4 separate regions of the Sus scrofa genome follow, and all the other regions are linked to region 3. The links are chromatin contacts, called in public HiChIP or PLAC-seq and promoter capture Hi-C maps. All regions are on one chromosome and are shown on one strand. Each heading gives the region's core, a stretch centred on a gene start, on an enhancer-like site or on the middle of the called end of the contact. The rest is flanking DNA. Distances are from core to core; before and after follow the strand shown.

Region 1 (3,635 bases), core at 968-3,467, 280 kb before region 3:
GAGCTTTCACATGTGGGCTCAGAGAAAATAAGAAAAGAAAAAGAAGAACATTCGGGGAGCTCGAGTGGCTGTCCTTAGCCAAAAGCATGGTCTTCTGAAAGATTCCATTAAAATCATCTGGCCAGATGAGGAGGATGTCTTAGCAAAGGAAGAGAAATGATCCCCCAAAGTCCCCTCTCCCCTGAGGCCCCTAGACAGGTGCTGTCCTCTAGGACATGTTGCGTTGATAGAAATATTCACATCCGCGACCTACCATAAAGTAGCCACTAGCTACGTGGAACTGCAGAGCGCTGAACTCTGGGTAGAATGAAGAACAGGATTTTATTTCGTTTAATTTTAGTTATTTTCAATATAAATAACCGCATGTGGCTGGTGGCTACCGAATTGGAAGGTGCAGGGCTAGATATTTTTTAAATGTGTATTTTTGTGTTGTACCACTAATCTATGCGGTATAGAAGATTAGAGGCATGGTAAATTCATAATTGGGTGTATATCGTTCTAAATGTTTCTCTATGATGTCAAATGTACTTATAAATACCCATCTTTTTCTTTTCAGAATGGGATCAAACTTATACTGCTTTTTTTTTTTTTTTTGGCTGTGCCCATGTCATGCAGAAGTTCCCAGGCCAGGCATTGAACCCCTGCCACAGCAGCTACTGAGCTATAGCAGTGACCATGCTGGATTCTTAACCTGCTGAGCCACCATGAAACTCCAAAATATTATTTTTAGTTTTTTTAAACTTACTCATCTTTTTATTAAAACATATATATTTTTCCTGAAATTAAATTTATGTCTTTATTTATTTTTATATTACTCCATGAACTTATTACATTTATAGTTGTACAATGATCATCACAACCCAATTTTATAGCTAATTTTTTTAAAGTAATAGCCAAGGTATATCTCCCCATGCCAGAAATTTATATTTATATAATTTTTTTTTCTTTTTAGGGCCGCACCTGTGGCATGTGGAAGTTCCCAGGCTAGGGGTCGAATCGGAGCTGCAGCTGCCAGTCTATGCCACAGCCACAGCAATGTGGGATCTGAGCCACATCTGTGATCTACGCTGCAGCTTGCAGCAACACTGGATTCTTGACCCACTGAATTAGGCCAGGGATCGAACCCACATCCTCATGGATACCAGTTGTGTTGGTTACCACTGAGCCACAGTGAGAACTCCTGTTTATATAATTTTTTTTAAAGACACAGTGCAGGAGTTCCCGTCATGGCTCAGTGGAAATGAACCTGACTAGCATCCATGAGGACATAGGTTCAATCCCTGACCTCTCTGAGTGGGTTAAGGATCCAGCGCTGTGATGAGCTGTGGTGTAGATTGCAGACACGGCTCGGATCCCACATTGCTGTGGCTGTGGCCTAGGCCAGTGGCTTCAGCTCTGATTCGACCCCTAGCCAGGGAACCTCCATATGCCACAGATGCGGCCCTAAAAAGACAAAAAAGAAAAAAAGACAGTGCAAATATCTTTATTTGTTTGTTTGTTTATTTATTTATTTGTTTTTGCTTGTTAGGGCTGCACCTGTGGCATATGGATTCCCAGGCTAGAGGGTGGAATCGGAGCTACAGCTGTCAGCCTACACCACAGCTCACCCCAATGTCGGATCCCCCATCCACAGAGCGAGTCCAGGGATCGAACCTGCATGCTCATGGATACTAGTCAGATTTGTCTCCGCTGTGCCACCACCGTAACTCCTATGTAATTTTTAATAGTCGTGGTGTCCTCCGTTGAGCCGATAATGATGGAGAGTTATTATTCTAAGCACGTGGCTGCGTCATCTCATGCGATCCTCGCCACCTGTGGGGTAAATATCATCCATCCCGCTTGACAGATGAGGGCTCTGCAATACATGAAGATTAAAGCTGCACTTTGTGAACCTCAGGCAGAGGCAGCGGGGGAGCCAGGGTTCCAAGGCTCGCATCCAGGTGGGCTGATGTCAGAGCCTCCTGTTGAATCTCTCGGCTTTAAATAAAGGAAGTTTCATATCGGCATTTCATTCGTTTAAAGGACACCCTGACGGCTTTGTCCTCAGTTTGGACCTCAGGGCTTGAACACGTGTTTGAGCTACATGCAATGATTGATGGATGGGATGCCTTTGAGCGGCTTTCCTGGCCCAATGGAGACAAGGAACCGAGCATACTGTAAGCCCGTGAGACTTCCTCTCTGTGACACAAAAACGCCTTTAGGTGGTGTCATGCCACCACTTTGTGGGGACCTGTCTTCTTCCTGTCCTCCTGGGCATGAAAAACCTCCTACTCTGAAAGCCAGTCTCACCAGCCAAGCGGGATCTGCCTTGGGAGTTCCCATGGTGGCTCGGTGGGTGAAGGACCCGCCTAGTATCCATGAGGATTGTGGGTTCAATCCTCGACCTCGCTCGGTGGGTTAAGTATCTGGTGTTGCCGATGTGGCTCAGATCTGCTGTGGCGGCTGCCGCTCCAATTCGACCCCTAGCCTGGGAACTTCCATAGGCCTTAGGGGCTGCCCTAAAATGACCAAAAAAAAAAAAAAAAAAAAAAAAGGCAAAAAGCAGACCAGTGATTTCTTGGCAGGCAGTGGGAGTGGGGTGGAATGGCTTCAAAAGTGCAGGAGGAAACTTTCTGCGACGGTGGAGAGGTTCCGTATCTTGGTTGTACTGGTGGGTTCATGACTGTAAATGTTCGTCAAAACTATTAAAGCGTCTTTTTTTTTTTATCTTTTTAGGGCCTTGCCCACAGCATATGGAGGTTCCCAGGCTAGGGGTCCAATAGGAGCTGTAGCTGCCAGCCTACACCACAGGCACAGAAATGCAGGATCCGAGTGGTGTCTATGACCCACACTACAGCTCGCGGCAACACCGGATCCTTAACATGCTGAGCAAGGCCAGGGATCGAACCTGCGTCCTCACAGATGCTAGTCAGATTCATTTCTGCTGAGCCACGATGGGAACTCCTCAATTTTTTTTTTAAGCACCTTTTATTGCATGTAAATCATACTTCAACAAAGTTTTGTTTTTGTGTTCCCTTTCAGAGGGGCACTCATAAAGAGACTGTGACCTCTGTCCATGGGCAGGAATTGTTGGCCTTTCATGTCCTTAAAAAAGGAGGCCTGGAGTTCCCATCGTGGCGCAGTGGTTAACGAATCCGACTAGGAACCATGAGGTTGTGGGTTCGATCCCTGGCCTTGCTCAGTGGGTTAAGGATCCGGCGTTGCCATGAGCTGTGGTGTAGGTTGCAGACATGGCTCGGATCCCGAGTTGCTGTGGCTCTGGCGTAGGCTGGTGGCTACAGCTCCGATTAGACCCCTAGCCTGGGAACCTCCATATGCTGCGGGTACAGCCCTAGAAAAGACAAGAAAAGACAAAAAAAAAAAAAAAAAAAAAAAAAGGCTCCATATCACACAGGGAACTCTACTCAATATTCTGTAATAACCTATATGGGGAAAGAATGAAAAAGAATGGATGTATGTATAACTGATTCACTTTGCTGTACATCTGAAACCAACACAACACTGCAAATCAACTATACTCCAATATAAAATAAAAATTTTAAGAAATATAAAGAAAAAGGAATTTTAAAGAAAGAAAAAAAGGAGGCTCTACGTTTTACCTGGGTGGGTGGGTTAGGAAGGCATCTGACTGCCCA
Region 2 (3,420 bases), core at 819-3,318, 310 kb before region 3:
CACTTGGGTAACTTTGTTTCTGCTTAACTGCCCGTCTCTGACCTTTAAACGTTTGTTCCCTGAGGGCAAGCCCTTGTCTGTCTTGCTGGTAGCTTTGAAAGCCCAGAGCCCCGCACAGTGCCTGGTACAAAAGGGATACTTGTTGAATGAATTAATCCATCTATTATCACTATACTCTCGAAATAAACATCTTACAGGCACTCTCCCCCACTCCCCCACAACACACACACACACAGGGACACCACATGCATTCATTCTACACAGGTTAGGACATGCCATCCTTGTCCAAAGCCCTACGCCTAGATGCCAAGGACAGCACTAATCAGGGCAGGGCCAGCTGGGCAGGATCACAGAGGCCTTGGGCAGAGCCAGTCACGGGCACAGCCTCTCTGCTGCCATCCCTCTGGCTCCCCCCAGCCCCTCTGTTCCGAGCTCAGCCCTGACTAAGTGTAGGAGCCCAGTTTGAGGCCAGGAAAGAGAAAATCATTTTAGGAAGACAAAAGAGTTTGTTGCTCCAAAAAGCAACAAACTGCTAAATTTTTTTGATTTTATTAGTTTTTTCCTTTTTTTAGGGACACACCTGTGGCATAGGGAAGTTTCCAGGCTAGGGGCTGCAGCTCCGGCCTACACCACAGCCATGGCAATGCTGGACCAATCCGCATCTGCGACCTACAACACCACACCTTGCGACAACGCCAGATCCTTAACCCACTGAGCGAGGCCAGGGGCCAAACCCGCATCCTCATGGCTACTAGTCAGATTCTTAACCTGCTGAGCCACAACGGGAACTCCCCACAACTTGCTGTTTTGAAAATATTTGTTCAAAATGGCAAAAGTGGGTGAGAGCTTCTTTCACAAAGTGCTTCTTCCATGAGGAAGTCTGTTTTCAGCAGCCTCTGCTTGGGTATTTAAAACAGGGTCACTTTCATTAGATCAGAGGTGATCCTGAGAAAGGAGGACTCAGCGTGAGAATGAGGGTCCTGGGAAGAGCAGCAAAGGCCTCTTCAGCACCTGTAAGAACCTGAGCACAAACCCAGAGCATCCTACATCCCACCAAGGGCAAAGGGAGCTCATCTTCCTCTCCCAATTCTTCTCTCACATCATATGCCAGACGAGAGCCCCCATCACTCTCTGCCACAAAGCCTGTTCTTTGGAGGGTGCAGGAAGTCAGACACCTAACCCCTGCAACTGCATCTCAGTGAAGGAAGGTCACAATAGCAGCTTTCTTTAAAGAGTCCTGCTCCACGATGGGGTGGCTTATCATTTCACTCCTCACCACAACCTCAAGAAGACCTTTATGCAGATGAGGAAACTGAGGCAAAGATAAGTTAAGTCAAAGTCAGCCGGTGAGTCAGGGGTGGGGCCTGGATTTAAACTGCGCTCTTAACCACAAACCTTTGCCTCCTACTCCATTTCAGTCTCAGAAAGGCAGGCGCCCAGTTCTGGCTCTGAGCTCCCCAGAGAAGGACACAGTGGAACAGCGAACGTGCTTGGAGAGTGACAGGATCAGGGACAGCACTGGCCCCCGGAAATGGTCAGTCTAAAATGTTGCCCAGCTGATGGCAGAGGTATCGAGCGAGGGTTAACTGTACAGAAATGCCACCTGGCATAATCCCGTCACACGACCCGGCGGGTGTGCACTTTCTGCGCGCCCAGGTGAACAAAGGGCTTCCTAGGCATAGAAGATGCTAAGCACGGGAGGGGAGGGGATGAGGTTATTCTCTCGGGTGAAGGGTGAGGGTCGTCTCAAGCCCCAGAACCAAAGCAGGTCACCTCGTCACTTGGAAGAGGTAATGCGTTCCCTGCCAGGCCGCAGCGGGGAGTGGGGGGGTCACGCCCCCCACTCCGGGACTGGCCGGAGGGGTAACAAATCGCTATCTACCCCGCACCCCCGCCGGCCGCCCGGGCGCACTCACTCGACTGCACGGCGTCTCCGAAGTGCTGCTCCGATCCAAGTCCGGCGACCTTCCCAGCACACACCCTAGCCCGCCTAAGTCCCACCGCTCCAGGCCTCCAGGGCTCGCGGCTGCAGGGAAGCCACCGGGCGGTGCAGCGCGGGCCAACTCTACGATTTTCAAAACTGAAGATTCGACCAATCCCTAGCAAGTTTGTCTGGGCGGCTGCAAAAATCTAAGCCAATCAAGTAAAAGGAAGCAACAGTCAGGCCACCTATTGGTTACTTCGACAGGCAATCTGCGGGACTAAGAGGCGGGGAAAGGAAGTGTTGAAACTTTAACCCGCTCAGCTTCCGGGAGAGGCCGCGCGCGGCCTAGAGAGGAGGTAGCCGGCTGTGGGAGTTGCGCAGGTAAGATCTCGCACGCCGGAACTTCAAATCCCAGCGTGCACTGCGAGGGCCCCGCGGGCCTGGGCGGGGCGTCCGGCCTTAGACGAGGGCCGGAAGTCGTGCTCTAGTTGCGGGGGTGGGATAGGGTAGGGTGGGAGGTGGCTCTTCTGCTTTGCCCTTTCTTCCCCCAACGTTGACAGCTCTGCGGGGTGACGTCCTTACCTGTGCCGCCACTTTTGAGAAAATGCTTTGTTGAAAAAAGAAAATGCTTTGTACGTCGCACTGGAGTTTGGCTTTTTGTAGAGCCCGCCATCATTTCTGGGGTGACAGCAGTCTGGGTCCTGCTTATGCTGGACCCGCGTGTTTCTTTAGAGTATTGGTTCTCAACTGCGGCAGTTTTGCCCTCCCACCCCCAATTTGGCAATGTGTAAATAAATAGATTTTGGTTTGTTTGAAGGAGCAAGGGGTACTGTTGATATCTAGTTGCTAGAGGCCAGCCTAGCTGCTAAACACCTTACAAGTGCAGAGAGCTGCCTTCCATCAGCAAGAAATTATCCAAAATTTCAGGATTGCCATTGTTTGGAGATGCCGGTTTAGATAGTCACTTTACTCTGTGAGTTAGGGTTGCCATCACCTGTGAAATAAGACAGTTAAAGCTCAAAGAGATATTTGTACACCCTTGCTCATTGGCAGCATTGTTTATAAGAGCCAAGAGGTGGAAGCAACCTGAATGTCCATAGATGAATGGATTAAAAAAAAATGTGGTATGTACATACAGTGGAATATCTTTAGGCCTTTAAAAAGAAGGAAATCCGGTTCTTAACTGGTGGCCTAGTGGTTAAGGATCTAGCATTAATATTTCTGTGGTATGGGTTCGATCCCTGGCCTTGGAACTTCTGCATGCTCTAGGTGTTAGGGGCTACGTGGGGGCCCATTGTTAAAATGGCTCTTTATGCTGACTCATGAGACTGACCACCTTGCTCAGGCGACATCCTGTTTTCGCTGCTGGTGCCTGCTTTCCCAAGACTGTGAGACCCTTCCCCCTTCCCTGTGGGACACCACACACCTCCCGCTTTCTCAGGATTATGAGACCACCCTACCATGAGACACCTCTGACTTTCTCACGACTACGTGAC
Region 3 (3,646 bases), core at 902-3,401:
CATGTCAAGGGTGCAGCCTCCCCAGAAAAGACTGCAGCTGCCACTCCTACCTGCCCTGTGATTTTCAACTTTTCACTCCAGTTCCTTAAACTGGGTCTCTTTACATATATCCACATTCTGTTTCCTCTTTATTCTGTTACTCTGGAGGACAGAGCAGCTGGCAAAAGTAGCATCCGAATGGGAGTGCTGTGGCTTCTGCAACACCACCTGGATCTCTCTGCAGTAACCCTTCAGCACTTCCACCTCTAACGTGATGCTGTTTTAAGTCTGCCACTTCCACATTTTCTCTCCACTGCTAAGTCTGAATTGTGAGCTCCACAGCTCCTACTCCACCCCAGGTCCCGGTGCAGGGGCCTGCATGCTGGAGTCCCTCAGCCCAGAACTGAATTTCTGTGGTCCAGGCCCCTCAACAAAAGATTTCCTACGGAAGTATTTCCCAAACTTCAGTCGGGCCTAATCCACCCTCACAATTTTCTGCCACTTCCCACTAAAACCTGTACTTTCATTCACTTAATATTTTTCATGTGGACACCATCTTCTAAAAACTAAATTGAAAAAAAAGAACTCATCTTAAGTAATAATACCTGTGTTATATCAGTTATAACTCAATACTTTTAAAAAGGATGTTGAGGAGTTCCTGTGGTGGCGCAGAGGAAACAAATCCGACTAGGAACCATGAGGTTGTGGGTTCGATCCCTGGCCTCGCTCAGTGGGTTAAGGATCCAGCATTGCCGTGAGCTGTGGTGCAGTTCGCAGACACAGCTCGGATCTGGCATTGCTGTGGCTGTGGTGTAGGCCAGCAATTGCAGCTCTGATTTGACCCCTTGCCTGGGAACCTCCATGTGCTGCGGGTGTGGTCCTAGAAATAATAAAATAAAATAAAAAATAAAATAAAAAGGATGCTGAAGGCACCACTGGCACTGTGTCCAACACTCAAAGAAATAGTACACTAGGCCTTCTAATTGTTCCCACTCGTCCTTCACAGGGTTCTTTCTAAAACATAAGGGACTTACAGCATCAAGATCTTTCATGCTGATTCCCAACTTAACTTTACACTCTTAGAATCGAAGAGAAAGGCTGGTCTAAGGACCGCCCTGTCTCACTTTTGCTCGGCGGTGCCTTCCTCCCACCATCCTGAAGCCCTTTTCTTCAATGTCCGTCTCACCTAGTTCTCACCTGCGAATGGCGGTGGCCTTGAACCCAGGCACCAGCACTCACCACCTCGGTAATACCATTATGTCACTTAGTCTGTGACGTTACTAAGCCATTTAGGTTTGGTTTTCTCATCTATCAAGTATGGGAACCATGCCTGCCTTGCAGAATTACTGTCAGAGTTAACTGAGGTACCAGACAAAAACCCCTCCAACAAACGCTAGGTGCTCTATAAAAATTCCCCCTCCAGAACCCACTCGATCCTTCGGTTCAGGCCCCAACCTATCTGCTTTGCTAGAATGTGTACCCAGGAGCCAGTGCCTCGTTAGCCGAGTATCCCACCACCGAGGCCGACAAAGGCAGGAAGGAAAGGAATCTGGACAAGTGCAGTTCCAAAACTGTCTCTCCTCCAGCACCTAAGTCACCATACAAAACGACTCCAGGAGGTGGGAGTTATTATCCTTCTTCTACAAATGAAGAAAGAGGCTCGGGGGTTCAGCGACTGGCCCCAGGCTCACAACGGAAAGTGGCGGGCCCGCCAGATGGCGAATCCCGCGCTCCCTCCGTCCGGCGCACGGCAGCGGCCGGCCTTCTCCAGCACCCGGCGCAAAGCGGGCCCGCCGCTCTCGAGGCGCTTCCCGCGGGTCTCACCTGGCCTCTGGGACGTGAAGCCTCGGCAGCTGGCGATTGCTCCTGTGTGGCCCAGGGCCGACCTCAGCCCAACTCGCTCCTCAGCCGCGGGTAGCCTCTCGCTCCGCCGCCTTCCAAAGCCCGCGCTCCCGTCACATGACCTACCGCGGCGCACAGCCTCCTGGGAAGTGTAGTACAGGCCCCGGAGCCCTCGGCCTGCTTCTCTCAAGACAAAGACTCCAGCCAGGGTGAACAGGCTCGCTCAGCGACCCGACCCTACCCTTCTCCACCACTTGTTCCCACTCCACCCCGGGACCCCGCCGGCCCCAGATCCCGTTGCCGCCCCCCACCACAGGACTACAAATCCCACAATGCCACTCGCGCAGCTGCGCTTCCTCTTCCGGCTGAACTGCGCGCCTGCTCCTGCCGACGTGTTCTTCCGGTGGCGGAACGGCGGTTTACCCTGTGCCCGGCAAAATGGTGAGAGGATTGAGAGGTGTTTCCCACAGGGCTCTGGGGACCCCTCGGGGCTCGCCCCACAGCCGGTTTCTCTCGCAGAGGCCTCAGGCGCCCGAGGTCCAGAGGGCGGGAGGCTCCTGGATCCTTCGGCTTGGGCTGAGGGGCGGGGAAGGGAAGCCCCTTGCCGTAGACTCCGTAGGCTGTGGTTTTGATCTCACTAGGTTTCAGATCTCCCGATTTAGAAGCGTGGGGTGCATTTTAAAAACCTTGGAGTTTTGATTTCTGTGACGTGTATCTGGAAAGTTTTTCCCCCCTGTGGAACTCGTGCTTATCCTACACGGCCCTGGGCAAATGTCACCTTCTTGATGAAGCACTTCCAGCTGTCTCGGGCACTTGTCCCCTCTCTCCTGGGAGCTCCCACAACCTATGTACCAGCCTTTTGCCACGTGTCATGTACTTCTTTGTTATCTGCCACGCCTACTAGTGACCACCAGCTGACGTGCCTCTAGCCCTGGGATGATGTCTATTCATCTTTGTATTCCCAGTGCCAAACACGGGGCCTGCAATTGGAGGGTCAGTCAATGGCAGCGATTGTCTTTATCATTTGGGGGGGTGGGGGGACATACATGTTTACTGAATTGAATTCCAGTGTCTCTTAGAACAATGGGGTCAATTTACTTCTCTAGAGTTGTTATGTTCTGGATTTTAGAAGCGTTGGGCGGTGGGTGACAATGGGAGTTAACATTTGTGCAGAACTTTACGTTTTACAGCCCTCTTTCACAGGCATTATCTCATAATTTGCTCTCTAACCTTGGGAAGGAAACAAAAAGCCATTAAGCAACTACTCCATGCCAGGCAGTGAGTTAGAGGCTGTGACGTTTGTCATCTGCCTTAAATCATACATCAACCTTGTGAGAGAGAGATTATTATAATCCCTTTACTGAGACTCATGTTTACTCACTAGAGCCAGAATTATAACTTAGGTCTTTTGCCTGTAGATCTCAAGATTCCTTACTAGTGCAGGAGTTGAGATCAGGGTACCAGTCCAGTTCTGTCTTCCAGCAAGGATTCTTAGCTTGATACCTACAGACATGGGTCCATAAAACTTCTCAAACCATAAGCAAAATTACAAATTCCCCCGTAGTGGAGCGGGCTGCGAAGCTGGAGTTGCTGCCACTGCAGAGAGAGTTCAGCCCCTGGCCCGGGAACTTCCACATGCTGCTGGTGTGGCTAAAAAGAAAAAGAGCTTTGGAGTTCCTGTCGTGGCTCAGTGGTTAACAAATCTGACTAGGAACCATGAGGTTGCAGGTTCGATCCCTAGCCTCGATCAGTGGGTTAAGGATCCGGTGTTGGCGTGAGCTCTGTAGGTCGCAGACATGGCTCAGATCCCGCGTTGCTGTGGCTC
Region 4 (3,581 bases), core at 943-3,442, 380 kb before region 3:
CGCATTGTTCAATGACTGCTTTTTGTTTGAAACAAGTCCATCCTCCAGGATGGATTTCGTAGCCCTGAGCTGCACTGGTCATTCATGGAGGGACCAGTGAAAGGTCAAGGAAGCCAGTCCTTGAGAGTGACAGATTTGGATTGCTTGAAAGTGCATTTCCAATTCTTTGAATACGGTATATGGCCCCTTCCTCAAATGGGGTCTTCTGGATTCTATGGGAACATTCTTAAAACACTTCATGACTTGTGAAAGAAGGGATCCTGTTTTGCTCATCCCTCCTACAAGTGGGGAATGTCTTGAGAAGCAGACGTATTTTACTTTGATAGAAAGTGTGTATGCGTGCGTGTGTGCGTGCACGCTTGCACGCAGGGAACTGAGAGGGGGGTTGTGTGTGTGCTGGGGAGCGGAGGGGAGGGGTAGGTGGTCCTGTGCCTGAGTGGTCTTTTCCCTCTTTTGCCTTTTTCCCTTATGATTCACGAAAGATTTTGCCAAGTGGCAAATTGGCCCTGTGGCCTTGATTGTCTTTCTTGATGTCAAAGTCATCAGACTTGTCACACAATGCAATAAACAGAAATAAAGCACATTCATCACTTGCTTTGGCACGAGTGACAGACTTTGAGCCTCCTTGTCCCTGTCTCTAGAAGCACATCAGAAAAAGCTGAAATTACCATAAACACGCTGAAATTTTCCAGAGTCTCTTCTGACTGCTTGAGAAAACATTCCCTTAATTCCTTTATGGCCTGGGTAGTGTCATCACTGCTTATGTACTCTTGAAGAGATGCTAGATACACATCCGCGGTTACGCTGGAATCACTGGTATCTGAAATCACTCTCTCAAGATAGGAACAGCCAGAACCTGGGGAGAAAGTAAGGGTGCAAACGTGGGCTTCAGAATGTTGCATGAGCTTCTTTGGGATATTTGTCATCCTCTTACATCCCGGGAGAGATGTCTCTTCAGGAAGATTATGGTGAATGGGTCTGGCATCCTCAATTCTATGAGCGTGAACTGAGGATCTGGGCTTTCCTTAAGCCCTAAATCATCTATCCTTCTTCTCATAGGCCTCCAGAAGCCAGACACTATGTAACCTCCATTAAGGAGGGTGCTGGAGACAGGAGATGCTCTCACTCAGCGCAATATATTATTACACATTAATAGCTATTATCTGCTCTTTCTTCAGAGTCATGTGATGTTTCACTCTAGTCACTGAGAGCCACAGCTAGGGATTGCCCAGTCTAGTAAATGTATTGGGTCTAGAAGATTGTCCCTTCGCGCCGTTGAGGCTAATGCTTTTCTGCAACAAAAAAGAACGCACACATGCAATTCTTGTTTGTGAAGGGATTGATGTGAGTGGGGGAGGGGAAAAGAGCTCTGGAGCTGGGTCTGTGGGAGCTGGGTTTTACTCTCGGGTCTGCAGTTTTCTAGATAGTTGACCTTGAACTTGACGCCTGGAACCTCACGCCACATACTTGAGGAACAAATGAGCTGGGGGCATTTGAAAGAGCTTTGGCAATTGAACAAAGCAAACTACATGTGTGACCTATCACTGAAGACCAGGTTTTAGCTGCCAGGGAATTTTTCTCTGGCTCGATCTTCGTCAAGGCAGGAGACCTCCAGGGAGTGTGCGCTCTTCTCCTTCAGCCACCATTGAGTGGAAAGGGACTGGGTGTAGGAACATTCCAGAAGGGCTCAAACCAACCCTGAACATTGTGGGGAGTTGGGATCCGCGCTCGGTACACACTGTGTCCTGAGCTTTTTCTCCTTGCAGTTTCCCTGTTTCTTTTTGTATTTAAGTGCCTCTTTCAGTAAACCCATCTAGACATAAATAGAGCGTGGGACGAGCATGTTTCCCTCGTCCCACAGAAACACCCAATTCTAGTTTTCAAGAATGATGCATTCTGGTTTCAGGGTACCTGTGATGCTGCCGGGACACCCGGAATGGCACGAGACACACGTGCAGCTCCAGGGCAGAGGCAAAGCCCACGGAGGACCTCTTTTCAGAGTTTCTGGAATCAGTGATGCTCCTTTGGCCAATAGGGTGCAGACCTGTCCTGTCCTGGCCCTTGGGGATTGGGAAGTCTTGCACAGGGGACCGGACACCCAGCTTAGCCCAAAGCCTGTGCCCCCTGTCAGGACTCACCTGCAGAGCAGTAAACGGGGAGGGCCACCAGCATGAGCACCATCGCCAGCTTCATGTTGGAGGCAGCCGTGGTTGGCTCTTCAGTCCAATGTGGCAGAGAAAGAGGAACTCCCTTTGGAGACGAGCGCCCAGAACGCCTCCTTTTATTCTCCAGGTCACCACACCAATCCCTCCCACAAGTGAGGGAATGAGTCACAGGAATAAGCTGGCATAGGACCAGAAAGTGACAGCAGGGATCAACCCGCGCCCAGCCAGCCTGTGCCCTGTTGGTAGCAAATCAAGGACACAGACACTTTCCTTTTGGACCCCAACCAACTTTGGAACAGCAGTAATGATACATGACTTTAGGTTACGTTAATGCAAAAGGCTTTCTAAACAGTAAGGTACAACATTGCGGGCTGGCGTTGCCATGCTTGTTTTTTTATTATCACCGTGAAGGTCATGTTCTCTTCTCCCTCTTCCTCCCCATCGCTGCCTCTTCTTCCTCCCCACGCCTCTCTCTTCCCCTCCTCCTCCTCTTGCTTCTGTCCCCCTTCTCTTTCTTCTGCTAAGTGCAAATTGCTTCACAGCCTGTGTGTGCCTCTGTTCCAGGTCACGGAACACCTGAGCTGGGTGCAATACCACATATGTCCTCTGGGAGGCAGACCTCCCTGGCCCATAGACAATTTTTCAGGAAGGTGCTTCAAATATGGGAAATATTAATAATATTTCTCTTTCTCTGAGGGTTGTTTTTACAAAGACCCTCTCACTTAGTTAACTCCGTTTCCTAAATTCACCCTATTATAAATCTATGAATTAATTTTTCATCTACTTTTTGTGAGCTTTTTCAGGTTTTGCTTCCACTGATTTAACCGCTGCCGTGAAGCAGAACAACTGCGGAGCCCGAGGCAGTGGTGAATGGTGGGATGGGGATGGGACCTGGGCTCAGGCAGATGTGGATTTGAAACTTGGATGCAGCACCTAATCATGGAGCGTCCTGGGACAGTTTAAAGCACTGGTCATTCCAAGGTTCCTTTTCCTCACTGCTAAAATGGTTAGAAATGATAGTTTTAAAAAGATGACAGATGCTCTATGTGAAGAGCCTATCTTACGGGGCTTAAAACAGGGTCATTGGAGTTCCTGTTGTGCTGCAGTGGAAATGAATCCAACTAATAACCATGAGGTTGCGGGTTCAATCCTTGGCCTCACTCAGTGGGTCTGGGATCTGGCATTGCCGTGAGCTGTGGTGTAGGTCATAGATGCGGCTCGGATCCCAAGTGGCTGGGGCTGTGGCATAGGCTGGCAGCTATAGCTCCAGTTTGATCCCTAGCTTGGGAACCTCCATATGCCACAGGTGTGGCCCTAAAAAACAAGAAAACAAACAAACAAACCAACCAAAAAAAATGGGTATTGGATTTCCTGCCGTGGTACAGCGAAAACGAATCCGACGAGGAACCATGAGGT

Evidence for each region. Promoter capture Hi-C pulls out the DNA fragments that hold promoters and counts their contacts. HiChIP or PLAC-seq counts read pairs in DNA pulled down with a chosen protein or histone mark.
Region 1: a contact with region 3 is called in an H3K27ac HiChIP or PLAC-seq map of alveolar macrophages. The contact joins the enhancer-like site here to the promoter of TMEM258 in region 3. A contact is called at or near these places in 24 of 47 Hi-C or Micro-C datasets (adipose tissue, alveolar macrophages, blood and 15 more) and 2 of 2 datasets of contacts at active chromatin or transcription factors (alveolar macrophages and skeletal muscle).
Region 2: a contact with region 3 is called in a promoter capture Hi-C map of liver, with 7 times the contacts expected there. The contact joins the promoter of INCENP here to the promoter of TMEM258 in region 3. A contact is called at or near these places in 3 of 5 promoter capture datasets (fetal liver, fetal skeletal muscle and liver), 5 of 47 Hi-C or Micro-C datasets (blood, embryonic fibroblasts, liver and 2 more) and 1 of 2 datasets of contacts at active chromatin or transcription factors (alveolar macrophages).
Region 4: an H3K27ac HiChIP or PLAC-seq map of alveolar macrophages shows a contact between it and region 3. The contact joins the promoter of PHEROC here to the promoter of TMEM258 in region 3. A contact is called at or near these places in 1 of 5 promoter capture datasets (fetal skeletal muscle), 8 of 47 Hi-C or Micro-C datasets (embryonic fibroblasts, mesenchymal stem cells, mesenteric adipose tissue and 3 more) and 1 of 2 datasets of contacts at active chromatin or transcription factors (alveolar macrophages).

Annotation. Positions count from the first base shown.
Region 1 is chr2:9,471,749-9,475,383 of Sscrofa11.1, forward strand. No RefSeq gene overlaps it. Among named protein-coding and RNA genes, the nearest start is that of INCENP, 28 kb to the left of the region's middle. Within about 2 kb of position 2,218, at least 4 of the 83 cell types and tissues checked have an H3K27ac peak or open chromatin away from gene starts, as enhancers often do. A contact at or near this core is called in alveolar macrophages, where this site is marked.
Region 2 is chr2:9,443,757-9,447,176 of Sscrofa11.1, forward strand. INCENP (inner centromere protein) reads right to left here and starts at 2,069. Exons shown (of 20, transcript XM_021082921.1): 1 at 1,917-2,069.
Region 3 is chr2:9,754,819-9,758,464 of Sscrofa11.1, forward strand. It overlaps TMEM258 (transmembrane protein 258), which reads left to right and starts at 2,152. Exons shown (of 4, transcript XM_003122626.6): 1 at 2,152-2,262. The coding sequence starts at 2,260. FEN1 (flap endonuclease 1) reads right to left here and starts at 2,045. Exons shown (of 2, transcript XM_003122627.5): 1 at 1,804-2,045.
Region 4 is chr2:9,377,241-9,380,821 of Sscrofa11.1, forward strand. It overlaps PHEROC (pheromaxein C subunit), which reads right to left and starts at 2,193. Exons shown (of 3, transcript NM_001123161.1): 1 at 2,139-2,193; 2 at 669-856. The coding sequence starts at 2,193.